2 separate regions of the Danio rerio genome follow, and region 1 is linked to region 2. The links are chromatin contacts, called in public Micro-C maps. All regions are on one chromosome and are shown on one strand. Each heading gives the region's core, a stretch centred on a gene start, on an enhancer-like site or on the middle of the called end of the contact. The rest is flanking DNA. Distances are from core to core; before and after follow the strand shown.

The links. Hi-C and Micro-C count contacts between places; a contact is called where the count stands out from the background.
Region 1: a Micro-C map of caudal fin shows a contact between it and region 2, with 5 times the contacts expected there. The contact joins the promoter of kif4 here to the promoter of brcc3 in region 2. A contact is called at or near these places in 1 of 18 Hi-C or Micro-C datasets (caudal fin) and 2 of 4 datasets of contacts at active chromatin or transcription factors (embryo and gastrula embryo).

What each region holds. Positions count from the first base shown.
Region 1 is chr21:48,985,793-48,989,992 of GRCz12tu, reverse strand. It overlaps kif4 (kinesin family member 4), which reads left to right and starts at 1,972. Exons shown (of 31, transcript NM_200823.1): 1 at 1,972-2,176; 2 at 3,488-3,611; 3 at 3,704-3,818. The coding sequence starts at 3,489. It overlaps rnf121 (ring finger protein 121), which reads right to left and starts at 1,357. Exons shown (of 9, transcript NM_001308556.1): 1 at 1,251-1,357. The coding sequence starts at 1,325.
Region 2 is chr21:48,840,813-48,845,392 of GRCz12tu, reverse strand. brcc3 (BRCA1/BRCA2-containing complex, subunit 3) reads left to right here and starts at 3,093. Exons shown (of 8, transcript NM_001423851.1): 1 at 3,093-3,303; 2 at 3,388-3,507. The coding sequence starts at 3,118. It overlaps cmc4 (C-x(9)-C motif containing 4 homolog (S. cerevisiae)), which reads right to left and starts at 2,338. Exons shown (of 2, transcript NM_001303002.1): 1 at 2,202-2,338; 2 at 1,826-2,116. The coding sequence starts at 2,259. The coding sequence ends at 1,980. fundc2 (fun14 domain containing 2) reads left to right here. Exons shown (of 6, transcript NM_001005954.1): 6 at 196-884. The coding sequence ends at 273.

The DNA.
Region 1 (4,200 bases), core at 723-3,222, 150 kb before region 2:
ACAGACAGGTAGTCTGACAGACAGGTAGTCTGACAACAGACAGACAGACAGACAGACAGACAATCTGAAAGACAGACAGACAGACAGACAGACAATCTAAAAGACAGACAGGTAATCTGACAGACAGACAGACAGGTAGTCTGACAGACAGACAGACAGACAGGTAGTCTGACAGACAGACAGACAGGTAGTCTGACAGACAGACAGACAGACAGACAGACAAACAATCTGACAGACAGACAGACAGACAGGTAATCTAACAGACAGACAGACAGACAGGTAGTCTGAAAGACAGACAGACAGACAGACAGGTAGTCTGACAGACAGACAGACAGACAATCTGACAGACAGACAGGTAATCTAACAGACAGACAGACAGACAGATAGGTAGTCTGACAGACAGACAGACAGACAATCTGACAGACAGGTAATCTGACAGACAGACAGACAGACAGACAGACAGACAGACAGACAGGTAGTCTGAAAGACAGACAGACAGACAGACAGACAGGTAGTCTGACAGACAGGTAGTCTGACAACAGACAGACAGACAAACAGACAGACAGATAATCTGACAGACAGACAGACAGACAGACAGACAGACAGACAGACAGACAGGTAATCTGACAGACAGACAGGTAGTCTGACAGACAGACAGACAGACAGACAGACAATCTGACAGACAGACAGGTAATCTGACAGACAGACAGACAAGTAGTCTGACAGACAGACAGACAGACAGACAGACAGACAGACAGGTAATCTGACAGACAGACAGGTAGTCTGACAGACAGGTAATCTGACTGACAGACAGACAGATAAACAGACAGACAATCTGACAGACAGACAGACAGACAGACAGATAGATAGATAGATAGATAGATAGATAGATAGATAGATAGATAGATAGATAGATAGATAGATAGATAGATAGATAGATAGATAGATAGATAGATAGATAGATAGATAACGGAAGCGTTTGACAGCACTGCTAATAATAGTAATACGGAAAGAAACAATAATGCGCTTCTGTGACAACAAACCCCACAGTGTACTCTGCACTACATCAATAATCCCCATATCCCTATAGAACTCAGTATTCTCCTTCGCAATAGTGTAATAATCAGGCATGGAGGACTGAGCAGCCTGTGAGCCTGACCCCCTCTGCTGTACATCTGAGGAATGAATGGCTTGTCATTATATACAGTATAATATCTGTTCTGCTGTGTGTTTTATGAGTGTATTCGCACCTTGCCGTCCTCGTGATGTCCGTGTCCATGATCGTGTTCAACTCCGTCAACCTCCACCTCAAACACCCCTGCCATCTTTAGGCTTACAGCCCTGCTAACAGCCGATGCAGTCGTTGCAGCAGACTGGACACAACGCTTCCGGGTTATGCTTCCTTTTTCTTCTGCTGCACTAGCGCACACCGCCGGCTGCTGTGCTGGAGTGGAGCTGTTGCTGGAACAGATGCCGCAGCTGTATGCCTAACATAGATGTTTACACTATATACTGTATATATCTATGGAAGGGATACAGCTGCGGCTCGAAGTTAATAATAATCATTCGTATTATGTATTAAATTATCTTTATTAATCGACCCCGGATTAATCAAGGCACTAAGCCGAAAAGAAAACGAATGAATGAATATATTTAACGTTTGCTTAGTGCAATACCCTGGTAAAACCCCAAAACCTACATCTATAATATAAAGAGAAATCATTATAAACAGAATTAATCCGTTTGTAGTAGAACTTTCACATTAATGTCACTTTTAATTTTCTGCTTGAGAATATAAAAGAAGTCTTGTGTTTTTAAAATCTTTTGGTTCAATAAAAAAACTGTACTCTCCAAAATGTTGCTCTGTTTACTCAATCGGTGAGGTCGAACGTGTATTTGCGTGATGACGTCATGACGCCGGAGGTGGAGCTGCTTATTTGAAAGTGGCGGGCAGGATCTTTCCTCCGACTCAGAAATAAACGCTATTCCCGGATTAATCCATCTGGAACTTTTATCGGCGTCTATTTGAGTCTGTTTAATATAGCACTTTCATGCGAGGGCGACTAGGATTATGATTTATGTCGTTTAGTTTGAAACTGTTGTCGATATTGTGTAAGAAATAACGTTTAATGCGCTTTTCTCTTCGAGCTCCATAGCGGTTGACGCAGAGCGGAAGGTGAGGATGAGTTCACAATAATATCACAGTTCTTAAAGCTCTTTATTTCTATTTTTTTTACAGTTTTTCGATGTTTAGTTCGAGTGTAGTCATTATATACATGTGACGTTAAATTAGAAAGTGTATTTGATGTTTGTGGATAATTGCGTCAAGTGCGGTCAGGCTTTAGGCCCGTTGTATTGTATTTCTTTAATCAAGTTATTTACTTTAACTATGTTTAATACACACATTAGTGGACAAAAGTTGTTAAACCTTGCCTAACCTTTTTTTGTTTGTTACTGTAAACAGCTATTTATGAGCTGTCTGCTATAACGTTAACGTTATTAGTTTCATAAAGCTAGTGTTTTTATTATTGAGGCAATGTTGAAGGTGGTTTCATATTCACACATATTTGGACTTTGGCGTTCAATAAAATACTAAAACAGAATTTAAAAGGTTTATACAGATTAATTATAATCACCTATTATAATAACCACAACTTGACACCCTCTCAATATTGTTTACCACGCCAACTTTGAATCTTGGGTCTGAAATTGCATATAAGTATGACTTCAAAACAACATTAGCACTATTCGACCGTCAACAGTGTTGTACTTTGATAGTCATTACCTGATAATATTATTTCACTATTTAGATTTAGCATAAATACATTCCTGAAATTCTATTATGAAGGTTAAAGTCTGAACTTGGCTTAAGTTGTGTATTTCCCAGACACGTAACTTATATAGATATTGTAAAGAGTTTAGATATAATATAAAGTTGAAATTTAAATTTTGAGGCTATATAATTGAAATAATATAGAAAAAAGTCGATTGAACTGTCATCCCACATTTAGAGCTCATGCTTGAAGAGTTTAGTTCATAATCATATATGCATTTTAAATAGTGTCAAATTGTATTATTATTATTATTTTTTTATTTGCTAAAAAACATTTGTGAAACTGTTGTCGATGTTGAAACATTTCATCCACTTTCCCCCTCTATCTCCATAACAGCTGACACAGAGCAGTTTACTTGTTTTAACACACATTATTTATAATTTGGCTAGAAAATCTCAATTTGTATTTATTGATTTTTTTTTTTTAATCCAGTAATATCGTTTCCACTGGCCCATTACAATAAATCCTTAGCGTTTAGCCCTGTACACCTTTGACATTTAATCTATAATGGTGGTAAAAAGGTCTCAAGTCTCAAATTTGACTTGGTGAAACCTGCAGAAACTCTCTAATGGGCTCGTCTTGCTCTGTGCGCACTGTCTTTGTTAGACGATATGTGATTGTAATTTGTAATTCAACATCATGTGCTTTTCCAGAATGACCAAGGAGGACGAGAAGGCCATTCCCGTGAGGGTTGCATTGAGATGCAGACCTCTGGTGCCCAAAGAGATCAATGAGGGATGCCAGTGCTGTCTTAATTTTGTACCCAGTGAACCTCAGGTCTGTGTGTGTCAGGTCATTCCTTTAACACTTGTGCATCATGTCATGCTGTTAAATCCTAATAGTCATTTTTTTTTCTCCTTTTATTTCAGGTGATTGTTGGCAACGACAAGGCGTTCACTTTTGATTATGTGTTTGACCCCACAACAGAACAGGAGGAAGTTTTCAACACTGCGGTGTCTCCTTTATTATCTGGACTTTTTAAAGGTTTGTAAGGCCATGTCCACACTAATGCGTTTTCATTTGAAAACGCATATTTTTGTCTCCGTTTTGCCCTTCCATCCACACTGAGACGCGTTTTTAGGAAACAAAAACGTATCTTTTTGAAAACGCTCTCCAAAGTGGATAAATTTGAAAACGACTTTTTCGTGTCGTAGTGTAGACTGTGAAAACGGAGTCTTTCGAAAACGATGACGCGTTTTTTGTCATGTGACACTCAGTCATGTTACTAATTCGTTTACTTTATTTTCGTTGTGATTATGATTTTAGTGATGTCGTCCTTACTGTGAGGGTAAGCAGCGTCATCAGCAGGATACTGTTCTTCAAAGCGGTCCAGTATATCGGCATATTTGTTTTGGCACGTCTCCCA
Region 2 (4,580 bases), core at 1,844-4,343:
TTGCTCTGTTGAACATCATTTGGGAAATATTTGAGAAAGAAAAAAAGGAAAAGCACAGGAGGGCGAGTATTCTGACAATATTATTAGCCCTCTTAAGAAATCATGTTTTCAATTGTCTACAGAATAGATTGGCCCTGTAATAATGGGTTTTAAAGCAGAAGTGTTGAATAGTGAATGTTTTCTGGCTCTGTACAGGTGCAGCTGTTTGTCAAGAACAACATCGTCCTGACAGGAGGTTTCGCAGGAGGGTTTCTGCTCGGTTTGGCCTCATAGGAGCCTTTCTGATCACCCCGAGGACGTCATTAACACTTTATACAGCAGCTTGTATTTAACTCAGCACTGCTTTATCAGTTAAACTTCTCATTAATCTGTGTAGGCATGATGCAATGTGTCCGTAATGAACATTTATATATTGAAGAATGTATAGTTCAGTGGTTTGATGTGCATTATTTTAAGCCCCTGTTACATTGAATATTATTTTTGCTGTATTTTTTGGTACATGACTTGAATTCAGACATGTAAATATTTGCAGGCCTTTAAAAAAAAAAAACGACATCCAAACTTGCAGAATTATATCATCAAGCTCAAATATTCACATGCATTTTTTTGTAATAAATCTGGATATTATTTCCAAAATCAAGGGTTTAAAAGGTTGTGAATCAGGATTTAAGCAACTTTGATTGTGTTCTTGATATTTTATATATCATCTATTTTTTCTAAATTGCAGCTTATGCTTATGATATTTGACTTTCTTTTATTTCCTATTATGTGATCTGATTATGAATTGTATTATTACAAACCCCTGCTGTATTTTCCAACTTGAGGAAATCTGAACTTGTCCAAATGATGTTCATTGTTTTACGTCAATAAAATAAACTTTAAACGTGCCATTCACTATGATAGATGATATAAATAATACATGCGGAGTCGAGCATGTTACTTCGGAGTTGCATTAATTGCTAGTTATTGCAATTGTATTTAAATGACTTCTCTAATTTGTCTATAAAATAACCTAGTCACTCAATAAGTAATTGAATTATGTGATTAAATACTAATTACATGAATCTCAATGCATAAGCAATATAAACTAAACTAAATTTTTAAAACTATGTTTAAGTAAAACGGTACCTTGTATTTTACTTTAAAGAAATAACAATCATAATGTAAACAAAATATGCATCAAAGCGTTTCAATGTATGGACACCATTTTACACATATACTGCATGCATTTAAATCGGATTGTTTATTAAGCATGTGTAGCTGTCGGACGAGTAAAACGTTTCGCTGAAATTTTGATTTAAAAATAATTAAGTTAATATGCAAAATATCAGTTAGAAATATATTTTACAATTACTCTGCTTCTCTGAATTTACACCTTATAATATATTGTCGTGAACTAATTTCTCTATTTTTTTATTAAGCATATTCTCAGTTCTCTTGATTAGTTTATTTAATATTCTGTAGTTTAAAAATAGAATATATATTACTCTGCTTGTTTGAATTAATGTACAGTATTTAAGGCAAGTATATTATAAATAATTGTAATTAAGTTACCTATAAATTAAAAGTAATCTCTCACTGCTTTTTTATTTAAATATAAATAAAGTTACTAGTTACGGTAATTAAATTACCGTTCCATTAAAATAGTAAAAGATTACTTTTAATTTTTAGAAAAAAAGAAATAAACACTTGAAATATATCAGTCTGTGTGGATTGACTGTATACATTATACAAGTTTCACTTCTTGAATGGACTTGAAGATATTCTGAATATATGACCAGCACCTGTACACGTAACTACTGATGATGACAGAATTGACCTTTTTGGGTGTACTGTCTCTTTAAATGGAGTTTATTTGTGGAAATATACCAGTATTAAAGACATGAGTGTAAGATTTCAATGCTAAATCCACTAAATGACAGTGTTTAATGATGTGTAGCAGCATATACACATACTGTAGATCCTTCTGTTGAATGTAATCATGTCTTTGGGTCTGTAGGTTTGTTTTCTTTGGCAAATCCAGAGCAGCAGACAGAGTTTTCTCCTGTGTGGAGCTCACAGCACTTCTTCATAGCCCGAATCACATCCTCACAGCGGCTTTCAATGTATCTGTTAGCTGATAAACACAAAAGTCACACAACAGCCTGTAGTTTTCCTGTATACGACGAGGTGAACACAGTAATGACAGCGTATAAAGCTACCTTGTAAACATTTCTGTATGGCGCAGGCCTGTTTTTGACATGGATCTTTCTGTGACATCTTATTCTATGAAATGAACTCCGACTTCGAGCTTTGTTTTCAGTCAATGCTGTTCAGCGCTGTTTGTAAACACAAGGACGTGACCAAGGACATTGCGCATGCGCATGTCAATATAGTGTTTTTATTAGTGTTTTTATACCCTGTATAACAATAATTGCTATTTTTAACATCACTGTGAGGGGTATGTTTAAGGTTGGGGTGGGTGTTGGTGCTAATAAAAGACAATTTAATTGGCAATTTAATAAATAAACGAAAACATTCTCGCAGCTGTGTGTCCTGCTCTAAATGTCCTCCGGTGAGAAAACATGTTCCTGCGGTAAATACATTTGATGCTAGTGTCAATAAAATAGTTTGTATTATCTTCATATATTCTTTTGAGCTATATTGTTAATAAAAGCTGTCAGTTTTGTCATGTGCTTATGTTTTATTATCAACAAATGATTTAGTCACAAACACGTTTAATCCAGTTCTGTGTCGCCCTCTGCTGCAAAAAGCACATTATTGAACATAACCTGCATAAAAGTCACTCAATGTAGTAAAGAAAAGGAATTTACAAAGAAACACAAAGGAACTTAATAAAATTAGGGTTTCTAAATAGTAATTATTAGTGTTTAAACGTCTTGTTTCAAAATAAAGCGTATTATGAATTATTTTACTTGCGTTTATGTCAGTTGTAGCATTTAAAAAACATAGCTGTTTTCCTTTTTTTATATAATAATGTCCATTTATATTACATAAATAATAACTGATTATAAGTGTAGTTCTCCCCGATCATCACACACACACACCGTCATCTCTGTTGCCATCCGCCTGTTTGTTTCCTGTCGGAAGGAATAGAATGTAGCGCACTTTTCGCGGATGTGGAAGTGTAGTACAGTAATAAACAAAAACAAACTAATCAAAGCAGAATATCATACATTTTATACTTTACTGTTCGCGATGGCTGTCAACGCGGTGCATTTAGAGTCGGACGCGTTTCTGGTGTGTATGAACCACGCGCTGAGCACCGAGAAAGAGGAGGTGATGGGGCTCTGCATCGGAGAGGTTTGTTTATAAGGGTGTTTTTCAACATATGCTGTGCTCTATGTGTGTTTATGAAGCGTTATAACGCCTGTATGTCTCTGTCAGGTGGACACGAACCGTATAGTGCACATTCATTCAGTGATCATCCTGCGGCGCTCAGACAAGAGGAAAGACCGAGTGGAGATTTCACCAGAACAGCTGTCAGCAGCGTCCACCGAGGCCGAGATATCCTTACACACACACACACACACACACACACACACACACACACACACATACACACACATAAACTACACAAAGAGGCACTCTACACACACACACACACACACATAAACTACACAAACAGGCACTCTACACACAAACTAACAGACACTACACATACACACACACACACACACACACACACACACATAAACTACACAAACAGGCACTCTACACAAAAACTAACAGACACTACACACACACACACACACACACACACACACACACACATAAACTACACAAACTGGCACTCAACACACAAACTAACAGACACTACACACACGCACACACACACATAAACTACACAAACTGGCACTCTACACGCAAACTAACAGACACTACACACACACAAACTACACAAACAGGCACTCTACACACACACACACACACACACACACACACACACACACACACACACACACACACACACATAAACTACACAAACTGGCACTCTACACACAAACTAACAGACACTACACACACACACACACACACACACACACACACACACATAAACTACACAAACTGGCACTCTACACACAAACTAACAGACAACACACACACATACACACACACACACACACACACACACATAAACTACACAAACAAGCACTCTACACACACACGCACACACATAAACTACACAAACAAGCACTCTACACACAAACTAACAGACACTACACACACACACACACACACATACACATAAACTACACAAACTGGCACTCTACACACAAACTAACAGACAACACACACACACACACATAAACTACACAAACAAGCACTCTACACACACACGCACACACATAAACTACACAAACAAGCACTCTACACACAAACTAACAGACACTACACACACACACACACACACACACACACACACACACACATAAACTAAACAAACAGGCACTCTAAACACAAACTAATAGACACTACACACACACACAGTACATACATGCATACACACAAACTAACACACACACACACACACACACACACACACACACACACACAAACTAAACAAACAGGCACTCTAA